Regions from separate parts of the Zea mays genome. Here all the other regions are linked to region 3. Evidence: chromatin contacts called from public Hi-C data. All regions are on one chromosome and are shown on one strand. Each heading gives the region's core, a stretch centred on a gene start, on an enhancer-like site or on the middle of the called end of the contact. The rest is flanking DNA. Distances are from core to core; before and after follow the strand shown. Region 1 holds the start of LOC100272548 (PsbP domain-containing protein 2 chloroplastic). Region 2 holds the start of LOC100281764 (amino acid permease). Region 3 holds the start of LOC103641661.

Evidence for each region. A called contact is a pair of places that touch in the nucleus more often than the background predicts.
Region 1: a contact with region 3 is called in a Hi-C map of ear, with 2.6 times the contacts expected there. The contact joins the promoter of LOC100272548 here to the promoter of LOC103641661 in region 3. A contact is called at or near these places in 2 of 25 Hi-C or Micro-C datasets (ear and tassel).
Region 2: a contact with region 3 is called in a Hi-C map of bundle sheath, with 5 times the contacts expected there. The contact joins the promoter of LOC100281764 here to the promoter of LOC103641661 in region 3. A contact is called at or near these places in 5 of 25 Hi-C or Micro-C datasets (bundle sheath, ear, leaf and 1 more).

The regions. Positions count from the first base shown.
Region 1 is chr10:120,174,146-120,178,596 of Zm-B73-REFERENCE-NAM-5.0, reverse strand. LOC100272548 (PsbP domain-containing protein 2 chloroplastic) reads right to left here and starts at 1,707. Exons shown (of 3, transcript NM_001147016.1): 1 at 1,370-1,707; 2 at 1,076-1,231; 3 at 200-848. The coding sequence starts at 1,705. The coding sequence ends at 597. It overlaps LOC103641657 (seed biotin-containing protein SBP65), which reads right to left. Exons shown (of 2, transcript XM_008664986.4): 1 at 3,268-4,451; 2 at 2,437-3,186. The coding sequence ends at 2,824.
Region 2 is chr10:120,236,330-120,240,474 of Zm-B73-REFERENCE-NAM-5.0, reverse strand. It overlaps LOC100281764 (amino acid permease), which reads right to left and starts at 1,677. Exons shown (of 6, transcript NM_001154684.2): 1 at 1,373-1,677; 2 at 827-1,009; 3 at 228-347. The coding sequence starts at 1,471.
Region 3 is chr10:120,372,859-120,377,182 of Zm-B73-REFERENCE-NAM-5.0, reverse strand. LOC103641661 reads right to left here and starts at 1,312. Exons shown (of 1, transcript XM_008664988.2): 1 at 1-1,312. The coding sequence starts at 842. The coding sequence ends at 255. It also overlaps the pseudogene LOC103642758.

The DNA of each region.
Region 1 (4,451 bases), core at 458-2,957, 200 kb after region 3:
TATGATAATAATTTTATGAATTACAAAATATCGTTATAGCAAAACAAACAACTTACTCCTAATTCCATGAAAACAGGAACGGATCCTGCAGTTTCTATGATTAGGAAAATTATCGCTTGCTCCTTATTTTCATCTAACCGTATATCACAGCTGCTTCAAAAATTGTGCCCAAGTCAGCAGTCAGCACAGACCAGCATTTAAATGAAGTGATCCTGGAATTCAGATAAACTTTAGGGAGTTCAATAGGCGTTACAGATTTTTCAAGGAATAACACTGCCACCACCCCACGCTTTGTCCAGGATATTACAGATGCAGTAATGCCAGGCTAGGAATCAAAGGTCACAACATTTTACTGCCTGGTGACACAAATACTACCAATCTGTAGAAGATGAAGCTCATTATCTGAACTGAAATTACTTATAACCTGAAATCACTGATAAAGGTGCAAGTGCAACAGTATTGGACACATGGACACTGCAGCTATTTTGGTCAGCACTCATTTTACAAACAAACAATTACTTGCGACTGTATTTTCAAGTGAAAGAAATTCCGAAAATAAGAAAAGGTGCCATACCTCGGCTATAAAAAAATATCACCTATACAGAATCAAAAGAATGGAGAACTTTTTCCAGAACGGTTCTTGTCTCCCTGTCCAAGGGCTTCTCCTGGGTGTCTGAATAGGCTATGTTGAGCAGATAGAGCTTCCTTGAAGCGACAAACGCACCCGAGAAGATCCGCTTCATCCCTCCCCTTGTGCTGTCCAGCGTGTACTCGATCTCATACACTGTCAAGCCACCATGACCTGACCTCTCTCCCACTGAAATCACCTCGGCAGACTTGGTACTTTCCTGTTTTACAAGCGAAACGATTCAGTCAGCTGCCAGGAAGCTACCAGTGCCGAAGATCTAACCAGCTGTACATAGATAACAGGCATCAACGAGAACCTCCTGAATCCTGATCAACACATTAGTGGTCCATACAAATAGTGTACTTCAAATGTCAAGCTCACAAGTCGCCCTGACCGGAGGCACTGCAAAGTTGCAATGCCAAGAGAATACTGTTCGTGCATTTCTACCTTTTTCTTCTCTGCTTGCAGAAGCCTGTCCGCAACGAACTGCGGCGTCCCGAACTCCGCCAGCGAATTGAGCCGGACAGGGTTCACGACAACCCCAATATTGTTGCTCCCTTTTCCCTCCTGCTGAAACAGCGCCGTCGCGCCCGCCTTCTCCACCTTCACCAACCACAACACGGCTTCAGAACAGCAATTCCACATGCGCAATCAACAACCCCAAAGCACACAACTCTCCTGCGGCCACGTTACGTGGTCAACGCAGCATCGACGTCGTTCAGGTCCAAACTAATCCCTTACCTTGGGCCAGGAGGCCGGCTTGAGGAGGGTGAAGCCCTGCTCCTGGTCGGTGTAACGCTCCAATGCTAACCCCTCAGAAGCTCCGCTCTCTCCTTCCGCCGTCTCCGTCTCCAACTCCGACGCGGAGGCGACGGGGAGTTGCGGCGACGGCGCGGGGACGGGGACGACAGCGACAAGCAGCGAGCCAGCGGCGGACATCCTCCGGGTCAGAAGTAGCGGAGGAGAGGAGACCTCGCATTTGAGCGCGAGGGACCGGGCCCGATACAAGCTGCGGCGGTGGCGGCGCGCGAGCGAAAGCGGCGGAACGCGGCGGGGACAGACGGCGAGGAGTGGCATCGGTTGTTTCTGTCGCCGGCTATGCCGCTAGCGCTGTGGCGTCTGCCTGACCCGCCGCGGCGCCGCTCGTTATCGCACCTTGGCACTGGCTGGCAGGCCCACTAGTAATTGCTCGTCAATGGGCTGAGGATGTGGAACCGATTGGGCCGGAAACCTATAATACTCTACTAGTTGCGCAGGCTGGCACAGACATGGCTATGGGTGAAAACCCGCTGCCTATTATTTGCCCAACTCAAACCCAATATACATGGAGAAAAAAATAAGCTCACTAAAAAATATCCATAATTTTGCTAAACTCATGCGGGTTTCGGATACCCACTAACATCAATATAAAATAATTTATCACATTAATAAACCAGAATAAAATAAACCGAGATATAAGGAACAAATGATAATTAATTTTAGCTTAAACTTTTTTAACTTTTTTAAGTGAAGTTTAAAACCTATTCAATTAATAATATTATAATTAATAATATTATAAGATATATTGAATAATATTATAAAACATATTTATAAGAAATGTTGATTTTAAAGCGAGTTTTAAAAACATGAGTTTACGAACATGTAGTAGAAGAACAAACCTACCGACATATCCATTGGGTTTCCATTTAAACCATTAATACCATAGATAGAGAAGTTGACCAAACTTATATTCTACTAGACACCCATACCCTAATTGAGAAAAACCCACCTAATTTCAGGTACCCATTGCTAATAGAGAAAACCATTGCTAATAGAGAAAAACCGACGGGTTTTGGATAACCATTGCCATCTTACACCATACACCAGTAGTCAAATTCTATTGGCATTTTATGAGGACCAGCCGTGCCGGGTCAGCAGCCATACCATCACCACAACCAGTCCACCACGAGACAAGCACGCCCTGCTGACCTCACATTATCAGATAAGACTAGCCTAAACTTACACATATGAGTATTACTTGGTACATCCAAAGTACACACTAACCCTACTACTACCCAACACAAGTGAAACAGAAACCAGCCGAACACAAACTGAAGCCTAAACTACGGGGAAGTCGCCAACGTGAGTCGTGACACATCTACATCAGAAACTAGTAAACTCCTACAAGAGACCACGAAGCCACCCATATCATCAACCTAGCAGGCGGTGCCCGCGTGCAGGCGGCGCGCGAGGTGCACGAGGTGCCAGGTGAGGGACATGAGACAGAGCACGTTGCACAGGGACGAGTAGCCGTTGAGCTGCTTCAGCCGCCTGCTCAGCCTCACCGCCCGGCTCTTCGACATCTCCGCGTCGGCTGTTGCCGTCGCCGGCTTCGATTGCTTGCCAATCCCCGTCCCCGCGCCGTCCCCGGGAGCTGTGCGTGCTGCGGCCGCCGCCGTCGGGACGGTGGTGGTGCCAGCGGTCGGCGTGGCCACGGTGACCACGGGCGGGTCGACGATGTCCGCCATGTCACGTCCCCGGCCTTCTTCCTTCTCCACTTTCATCCTCTCAAACATCACCTGCAAGTGCACATTAGAGATACCCTGTGAGAATTGCGACAGAACATACGCACGCGACAGAAGCAGGCGAGCTCAACTTACTCTGGTGGCTTTCGGCTCGAGCAGCAGCATGTTGGCGAGGACCAGGCCGAGCGCGGCGAGCAGGTTGAGGCTCTGCGCGCGCGACGCCAGGGACCCGCGCTCGCGCCCCAGCAGGTGCGCGGCGAGCGCCAGCCCGACGCCGTACGCCAGGGCGCGGAAGTACACCGGGAACAGCTTGCTCTGCACCACGCCGAGCTGCTGCCGCGGCAGCGCCGCGGCCAGGACGTGGCTGGACACGAACGTCACCCACACGCAGGCGCCGTAGGCGGTGGCGAAGCCGAGGAGGTGCATCACGGCCGTCGCGGTGCGCGCGGCCTCCCGGGGCGCGCCCAGGAGGTACGCGGCCGCGTCGGACGCCACGCCGCGCGCCCGCCGCGCGATGTCGGTCAGGTTCTTGCCCACCTCGGCCGCTCTCGCCTTCGCTTCCTCCTCGGCCTCCGCGGCCCTGTCCGCCGCGCGCTCGGCGGTGTCCTCCGCGCACTCCTCGGCTCTCTGGGCGATGTCGGAGACGCTGTCCCTGGCGCTCTGGACGGTGTCCTTGGCGCTCTTGGCTGCCGCAGACACCCTCTCCTTTGCAGCCTTCGCCGCTTCGGCTGCTCCGTGCTGGATGCCTGACGCCCTCTCCTTCGCTTTGCTGGCAGTTTCGCAGACCTTGTCCTTGGCGCTCTTCACTGTCTCCTTCCCCTGATGCGCAGCGTCGGACGCCTTGTCCTTCGCGCTCCTTACGGCATCCTTCCCTCGCTGCTCGGCGTCCGACGCCTTGTCCTTGGCGCTTTTCATCGTCTCCTTACCCTTCTGCACGGCGTCGAACGCCGTGTTCTCGGCGCTGTCCTTGGCATCCGAGACCGCCTCCATGGCGCCCCTCGCCGCGTCCTCCGCGCCGTGTTCGACGCGGGACACCGCGTCCTTGGCTCCCTCTTCCACTTTCCTGCCGGCGCCGCAGAGTCTATCCTTGCACCGCTTGACGGTACCGAGGACACCGCCCTTGGCGCTCTCCTTGGCGTCGGACAATCTCTCCTTGCCTTCCTCTGCCGCACCGGCCACCTTGCCGGCCGCGTCTGAGACCACGCCCCTGGCCTCATCAAAGGTTCCGCCGTCGCCCTCGACGCCGTCCAGTGCGTCCGGGGGCAGGACGCGCGTCTCCTTGACCTTGACGCTGCCGCCGCCATCGGTCGACAGCGGGA
Region 2 (4,145 bases), core at 428-2,927, 140 kb after region 3:
GCAGTCGAGCAGATGAAGAAGATTGCTGCAGGAAATCCAGCTAGAGAGAGAGAGAGAGAGAGAGTAATGAAACGGACAGCTAGCAATTTCCATTTTGCCCGTGTGAAGAACAGATGGAATTCAGAACGGAGGAAGGCCAATGCACTGACTGCGGCAGTGCGGCCTATTATAGACGGTTTAGTTACAGCGTGTGGCGAGATTAGTAGTGATAAACAAACAGAGGGTACCTGTGTGCCAATCCCGGCAATGAGGCCGATGGCCTCCAGCCAAGCGCAGCACCAAGACGCCAACGGACCCCAGACTGGACCTGCCAAATGTGCAGCCCAGAAATACAGAGAACCAGTGGTCTGCTCTCAAAAAGAAAGAAGAAAAAACTGTGTCAGTACGCACATATGTGGCCAGAAACCAACAAGCCTTTCTCAGAAGAAGGATGAAGGAAGACAAGTACGTATATCAGAACAATGTCGTTGAAAAGTCATGGCAGTAAAACTTGATATCGCAACTTAATCTAGGATGGAGTGTGACATTTATCGGTGTTCTTTTGGGATCAGTAAGCAGACATGTTTCAATGGAAGAAAAAAAACAATGGTTCAGTATGCATGCAGAGCAATGGACAGGGTCACAGAAGATAGGTTAGGTACGGAATTATAAACAGGTACCCTTGCTTAACATGGCAACAGTAAATAAAAAAACACGCACGCAAGTGATGGCCATTGAAATGGGAAGCTGGCAGGTCGCACGACCGGCGCAACCAACCAGAACCAGGAGCCAAAGTAAAGGGTAAAAAAAAAACGCGGAGAGACTATAGAGTAGTGCGGGGGCGTACCGGGAAGGAGGAGCAGATCTCGGCCATGGCGACGCCGACGAAGCAGGTGAAGAAGGAGACGACGACCCAGCCCCAGACGAGCGGCGCCGGCCCCGCGTACTGCAGGCTGCTCCCGTACAGCGGCGTGATCCCCGTGAAGAGCGTCATCGTGGAGAAGGAGATGGCCAGCGTCTTGAACAGCGTCTGCAGTGCAGCCAGGCACACACGGGTTTGCGTATGTTACGTTACGTGCATCAAGATCTCGAGAACCGAGAAGAGAGAGAGAGAGAGAGAGAGAGAGAGAGAGAGAGAGAGAGAGAGAGAGAGAGAGAGAGAGAGAGAGAGGTAAGAACAGGCTTGTACTACGCGGCGGTTCTCCGTCCGTCGTAGTGAGCAGGTAGGTCTATTGAAACCTGGTCGCCGCACCGCGCACCTGGCTCCGAGACTCCGAGTCCGAGATGTCCAGAAACGAACACATGCTAGGAACTAGTACGAAGAACACGAGAAGAGAGAAGGAGGGAGGAGGCAGGAAATGGCGTATAGATAGGAACCGGAAGGAAGTAGTACCATCTCCCTGCGGAGCTCCTGCTTGTAGCCGAGCTCGTTGAGGCGCTTCTCGCCGGAGTCCATCGCCTGCGCGCCCTCCCTCTCCCCGCCGCCGGCCATGGCGAGCGGTCCAAGCTCTGCCGGCAGCCCAGGCCCAGTTGCCCTCGCCTCGTCTCGCCTCGCCGTGCGAATGGGATTTATGGGAACGGGAGGAGGGGCTCCTCTCCTCCTGCGCTATAGGGTGGGTTGCGGCGCTGTTTGTTTGCTGGCGTTCGTTATGCACAGCACAGGTGCGGGCACGGCAGCGAGCGGTGTGGAATTTATATGTGTTTTTTCTCTGCGTGTGCTGCGCGTATCCGCTGGGTTGACTAACGGGATTCTCTCTCTCTCCTCCGACTCCGAGACAGGCAGCTTTGCTGGGACTCTCAAGCAAAGCAAGAAATGATATGCGCACCTGTCCAAGCCACCACACCATGAATCTTGATCTGTTTGTTTTCCACGGAGAGGTTAGCCCCACGTTGCTTGCTGCACTGCATCTGCATGGCGTCCACACTTGCCATCGCGTTCAAACGGGACGGGACGGGCGGACGTTGACTGACTTGGTGAGACCAATCTTTTCCCCCTCTCGTGCATGCAGCAAGTACGCGCGCGTCGCCGTCAGGTCCTTCCTGCACCTACACAAACGTCCAAGAACAGCCTTTGAAAGGTCCACGAACGCATCTTTCTTTCTTTCTTTCTTTCTTTCTTTCTCTCTCTCTATAATTATTTTATAACTAGGTATGTGCCCGTGCGTTGCTACGTCGTACAAGTTATTCGATAAATTTTAGTACACAACGATTACATAGATGCCGCGTTGTTGTGGCCTTTATATATCACATAGGTAGATGGATAGTTATTCAAACACTTATCTTTAGCTTTGCTTAGTGAGTCCCAAATTATTAATGGTTGGTATTAGTCATTTTTCATTTTGTAATCAGCAAAAAACAATACATATGCAAAATAAAATATATAAAATAGACAAAATTAAGAGACAACATACAAAACAACCGCCTTAAGATCATTGTAGCTCTTAACCAAAATAGTAGCACAACATGTGGTTCCATGATTTCATTAGATGAATCAGGTGCACATTCAAGAAATAAAATCAAGGGTTGTTCAGGAACAATGGCTAACAGTAAATTTTGAATTACGCACAAACAAGGAACACATTTTCAATGGTGTTTCCGTTCGGGAGCTGGACATTACATCAAGAAAGGTGAGAAGAGGACAGGAAAGGCTCGCCTTGGTAATCAGCCATGTGGCGTGCGCCTGGTAACTGACGTGATGAATTGATGAAACTGGACGCCTCAGCCTTGCTCTATCCTGGTCTGGAGTCTGGACTCTATAGAATGGACTCGGCGGATCTCCTCCGCTCTCCCTCATGGATATGACCCCTCAAGCTTCCATGCCATGGAGGCGGCCGCGTGACTGCCGTTGACCAGCAACCTCCCTCCCGGAGCTCTCTGCAGTGGCGTAGGCCCTAACTCCCAGAGTTGTTTGTGATCACACAACAAATCATGAACATAGTTTCATAATAAATGTTCGAAAGGCTACATAGCATCTGTAAACTTAAAAAATACAAGAAGTGTGTGTCTAACTCGTGTATGAAAGGGGAACCAAGGTCTCAACAATATCATAGAGGATTTAATTTGTTGATCATTTGGTAGCATGGTGGATATGGAATCATAGAAATGGATGTATCTTTGTGGGTGCAGAGGACAATTTCAAAATTGAAATCAAATAAATCATGCAAGATATCAGTGATGAGTTTGACTTGTGTGCCAAGAGCCAAAGGTCTTAGTAGAAAATGACCGTGAAGTAAGAAGATATAGCAGAGGGAATACATGTGTTTTACTTATCATATTAGACTACAGACCTCGATTAGGACCTCCAAGCATGGGAGGGAACATGCAACAATAGAAGGTAACAATGCCATGACACCATCATCGTTTTCAGTATTTGGCTGCAAAAAAAAGATTTATAAGAAGAATTAGACTATTTACAACATTAAAGGAAGCATAAATAATTTTATGCTAGCCTCAGGAATCATGATAATTATTGTGCTTCCATATCCCTCACCATCTCATGTTGATGCATCTTCTCCTCCCCATTTAGATCATCACATTTCACATCTGAGACCACCTACATAATAATAAAATCAGCATAAAAAAGTTATCCACAAACAATCGGATAGTAGAAGCAAGTCAATCTGGAAAATGAACATATTTGTGTTTACTATATGTCTCAGTCGTATGATAAAGACAAACTAAGCAGAAATGGGATGCACACACGTTAAAAGCCCCTCTACGGCTCTACCTGAACATACTTCACCGCAAGGTGCTCCCTGAGTTGCCGCACACGCTCCGCGTAGGCAAGCTGCACGTCGCGGACCCCTCGCCATCCAAGTCCCAGAGGCGCACGTCGTGGCGTGGCATCTCAATGACCATGTCGTGGAAGCTGAAGTCGCGAACGGCGCGCTCCCCAGGCTCGTCCGGAGGCATCCAACAGAGATCAAGAAATTCAAGAATATAGTCCTATGTGTCGCTATCAATTTAGTTTTGGATTTCTTCTATGATAGCATCTATTGTATTTAGAAATCAAAAGAAGCATGATTTTTTGTCAACTTATGATATACACTTCTTTTATCAAGCTAATTTAACACATATTTAACAGACAATTCATATCTCTCTAACATTGAGATCTAATGCAGGAAATTGAAAGCAAAAACAGATGCGTTCCCCCAAAACAGGATACC
Region 3 (4,324 bases), core at 63-2,562:
GCTCACGATGAACAACTGAACCCTATTTATTTGCAGCGTCAAGAACGTGTCTCTACTCTAATGGAGCAGCAGTATAATTTACTAGCCACCGTACGTTTTCGCATAGGAAGCATGCATGCACGGTTCTTCCTCGAAGAGGCAGCTCGCACTTTAGGCTCAGCAGCACACCGTACCATCCATGGAGGGCTGGAGGCGCCAGTTGCCTGCGTGGGAAGAGGGGCTCGCATTGGCTGCGCAAGCACGCTCGCGTCGCGTCAGCTCGCCCTCGCCGTGGCCGCGGCGACGGTCTTCTCGATGACGAAGAGCCTCCGGAAGATCCTGATGAGCAGCACCCACGTGCCGGCGCGGCGGCGGCAGTGCCGGGCCGCGCCGGCCCTGGACGAGGGGCGCAGCGCAGGGGCGCACCCGCGGGCCGCCGCGGGCTCCGACTCCGCGTCCGACGAGTAGTCCGAGGACTCCGGCCACAGGCCGCGCGCCAGCTCCTCGTTGAAGTCCTCCCACAGCAGGTCCATCCTGTCCTCCACCGCGGCGTCTGCTCCCGCCCCCGCCGGCCCTTGTCGCGCTGCGGCCATGGCGGTGCGTTTGAGTGCGGCGGCGGCGGCGGGAGGAGAGGGAGGGGACCTGCAGGGTGGTGTGGGTGCCGTCGAGCTGGCGGCCGCGAACGGGGGGAACGGGAGCTGGCGCCACGCCGCCGCCGAAAGTGGGCCTGCGACGACGACAGCAGCGGCAGGCGGCTCGAACGTCGTCGTCGCTGCGGCTGCTGTCGAAGTGGCAGCCGGGGAGGTGAAGTCCATATCCATTCCTGACACTCTCGAATCCGTCGATCGATGGTGGCGAGGCATAGATATAGATGATGACGTCGCTGCTGCTGTTAACCCTTGGGCGAAGTCTAGCAGTGATTGTTGCCGCGCCTGTGTCCACGGACCACGGCCCCCGCCCCCGCCCAGTAGGTGGCGCGGCACCCCGTGGTCCAGTGCCGGCCGTGCGAAAACCAACACGCGCGCGGCATATGGAACCCGGAGCGGATCCACGCTCGTGTCGCCGCGGTGACTGGACCTGGCCTGGACTGCAGTGGCAGAAGAATCCGGCTGCCGAGTTTCACCGTGTGCCACTGACTGACATGTGACGTGTACCGGATGCGTAACGCTGTAACAGTGAACGTGCGTACGTACGTACTCAGCTCAGACTCTCAGATCCATCTGGGTCGATCGATCCGCCGACAGGAGGGCATACGGTGTCGTGTCTTCCACCGACCGCCATCATCCTGGGAGCCCGATCGGTGGGCGTGGGCGTGCCGTGGTGGTGGACCTGGTGATTTGAGGGGGGGGGGGGGGGGGGGGGGGGGGGGGGGGCACGGCGCAGATGGAGCCGCGAGGGAGTGGCGAGGGAACATGAGCTGTTTTCAGCCTGAATTCTTGTCTTAGCAGGGTATCACTATCGTAAGTGCTGATTGTACCCGTTCATAGGCAGCTAAAAGATCAAATTCAAGTTTGTGGCATCTCAGACAGCCCATTCAGCTTCTCAGCCACCTAAAACCCCTCACAGTTCAGCAAGAATCTCAATCAATCATCACCAGTTTTGTCAGCCTCAGCAAGAATGACATGGGCTCTGCATCGTCACAGCCACTGCATTCGTAGACAGGAGCGGACTGAACAAATATGACGGTTTGCTATCATTGATGCGCTGCGCAGCCCTCTCCCCTAATTTTCTGCTCCCATATTCCCTGCAGCAGTCAAAGATCCTGAGCCACATGGCGGTTGTTGGCTCAAAGGGCATGTGGTCCACGAAATCCTCTAGCTCAACCATGTATCCATATGCTTTCCCAACAGCTCGATCATGCATTCATGGTGTTCGATCCGTGGAACGATGCTGTTGTACTCATCAGAGTGAAGTAACTCCTTCCCAACCTGACATGCCCCTCACAGATACACGAAACCAGAGTCACCTTCACTATGGTACGCGCATGCAAAGATCATAGAATTCCACAGGACGACATCATTAGATGACCCTAACTCAAAGACCCGGGCGGAATAATCAAACAGCCTACACTTGGAATACATATCAACCAGCGCACTTCGCAGTATATCGTCAATGTCGTTCCTGTTTCTGATCATGTATGCATGAATGTGCTTCCCATGCTTAAGCAGAAATATGTTCGCACAGGCTGCAAGGGCAGAGCTGAAAAACGTTGACTGGCTAGGTTTTGCCTCGGATTGCATCTCACGTAGGGGTAGGGCATGCTGAGAGCGTCCGCACTCATGGAGTGGCGTTCGTAACCTGAGATGATCGAGTTCCAGGAGTATCTCTCTCTCTCTCTCTCTCTCTCTGATCCCATTTCAAATAGAAGAAGACGTTCTGCAGTCCTCAGGCATCCACATTTGGAATACAACCTCACAAGTGCATGGAGCTCCTCACCTTTCCCAAGGTCAAGCAGCCCTGTACAGGCATTGAGTACAGAAGCCAGTGTAACTACATCAAGCTCCTTCGTCTCCTCTGCCTCATCTGCTGGAACAAATCTAAAGCACCGGCCAGATCCATGGGCTTGACATAACCAGTCAACATAGCATTCCAGGACACCAAATTGTGTTGTTCCATGCCATCAAACACCAGTTTTGCATCAGCGATCCTCCCACAAACAGCCAACTCTACCCTGACACAACCGAAGTGGACATCACCACATCCTTCTTTGGGGCCAGGTTGAAGAGCCTTTGTGCTGCATCAATGTCGCCGCACTTGGCATACATGTCTACAACAGAGCTCCGCACATGTATGTGGTGGTGGTCATACCCTCGCCGGAGCACAAAACTAAACTATGTATGCACTTCCCTTCTTTAAGTGCGCAGCTATCCCGGCAAGCAAGCATTGCATGTGCGACAGTATATACCAGCGGCCGCCTAACGCCAGCCCGTAACATCATGAAAAACATATGAACTGCCATGTCGCCCATACCAGCAAGACGATACCTCCGGATGATTATGTTCCATGAAAACGTCATTGGGTTGCAGGATGTCATCAAACGCCCGCCTTGCGTCCGTAAGCGAGAGGCACTTCCCGTACACGATATGACCATGTAGCTGCTGTGCTGCCTGTGCACCACGCAGGTCAAGGCACTCAGCAGCACAGCAGGCAAGCACTGATGCCAGCGTGAAATCCTTGGGGCGAATGCCAAGAGAGTTCATGTCAGCGAAGAGGGAGAACGCCTCTGCAGGGTGCCCGGCGCGGGACGAGGCGGAGATGATGGCGTTCCAGGAACCGCCGTCCCGGCGTGGCATTGCGTCGAACATCTCCCGCGCGTCGGCGAGACTGCCGCAGGCAGCGAGGGACTCGATGGCGCGGTTGAAGAGGAATGTTGGAGTGAACGAGACCGAGGTGGAAGGGGGGGGGGGGGGGGACGATGACGAGGAGGAGGCGAGGTGGGAGGCGACCCGGCGGGCGGCGGCGAGGGAGCGTCGGGACTTTGCCAAGCGGAGGAGCGAGGCGTAAAGAGGGCGGGAGCAAGGACTTTGTTAGGGAATTTTGTTCTAGTCGTACTCCTTAAGCTCCAAAGACAAAAACAACTACTAATAATAGTACAGATGATACCTCGATGGGAAATGAAGACAATGAATTTCAAAAATATTTGCATGAATTGAAGGATTATGATCAAGTAGAGTCAAATGAATTGGATAAATATATGTCAGAACCCCTTTTAAAGCATAATGATCAATTTGATATTTTATTATGGTGGACGGGAAGGGTTGCAAAATATCCTATTCTCACCCAAATTGCAAGGGATGTGCTAGCAATACAAGTGTCAACTGTTGCTTCTGAATCTGCGTTCAGTGCTGGTGGTCGTGTTGTTGATCCTTATCGCAACCGTCTTGGTCCGGAGATTGTTGAAGCTTTGATATGCACAAAAGATTGGGTAGCGGCATCTAGAAAAGGTGAATGCATATATTATGATGAAGTTCAAATTTATAGTTACCTAGCAATTATTTTACTTATATTGATGCATATTTGTCTCATTCAAGGTGCTACAAAATTTCCAACAATGATTGATGATCTTGAGGTGCTAGACTTTGTTATTGCTGCTGCAATGAATCATGAGAATGAGATGGATAAGATATTTAAAGATTATTAGTTACTTACTGCCTTGTTTTTTTACTTGGGTTGGTACTGTTGTTTCATACTACTTGCATACCGATTCATGCTGTATATGTATTTATTTATCTAAAACTGACTTATTTTTGTGCATTAACAGGATGAAGACGTACTAGAATTTTCTAAGAATAATGAAGATGTAGCAAGTGGCTCTTCTCCATGAGCAATGTGTCTTATGCTTGTT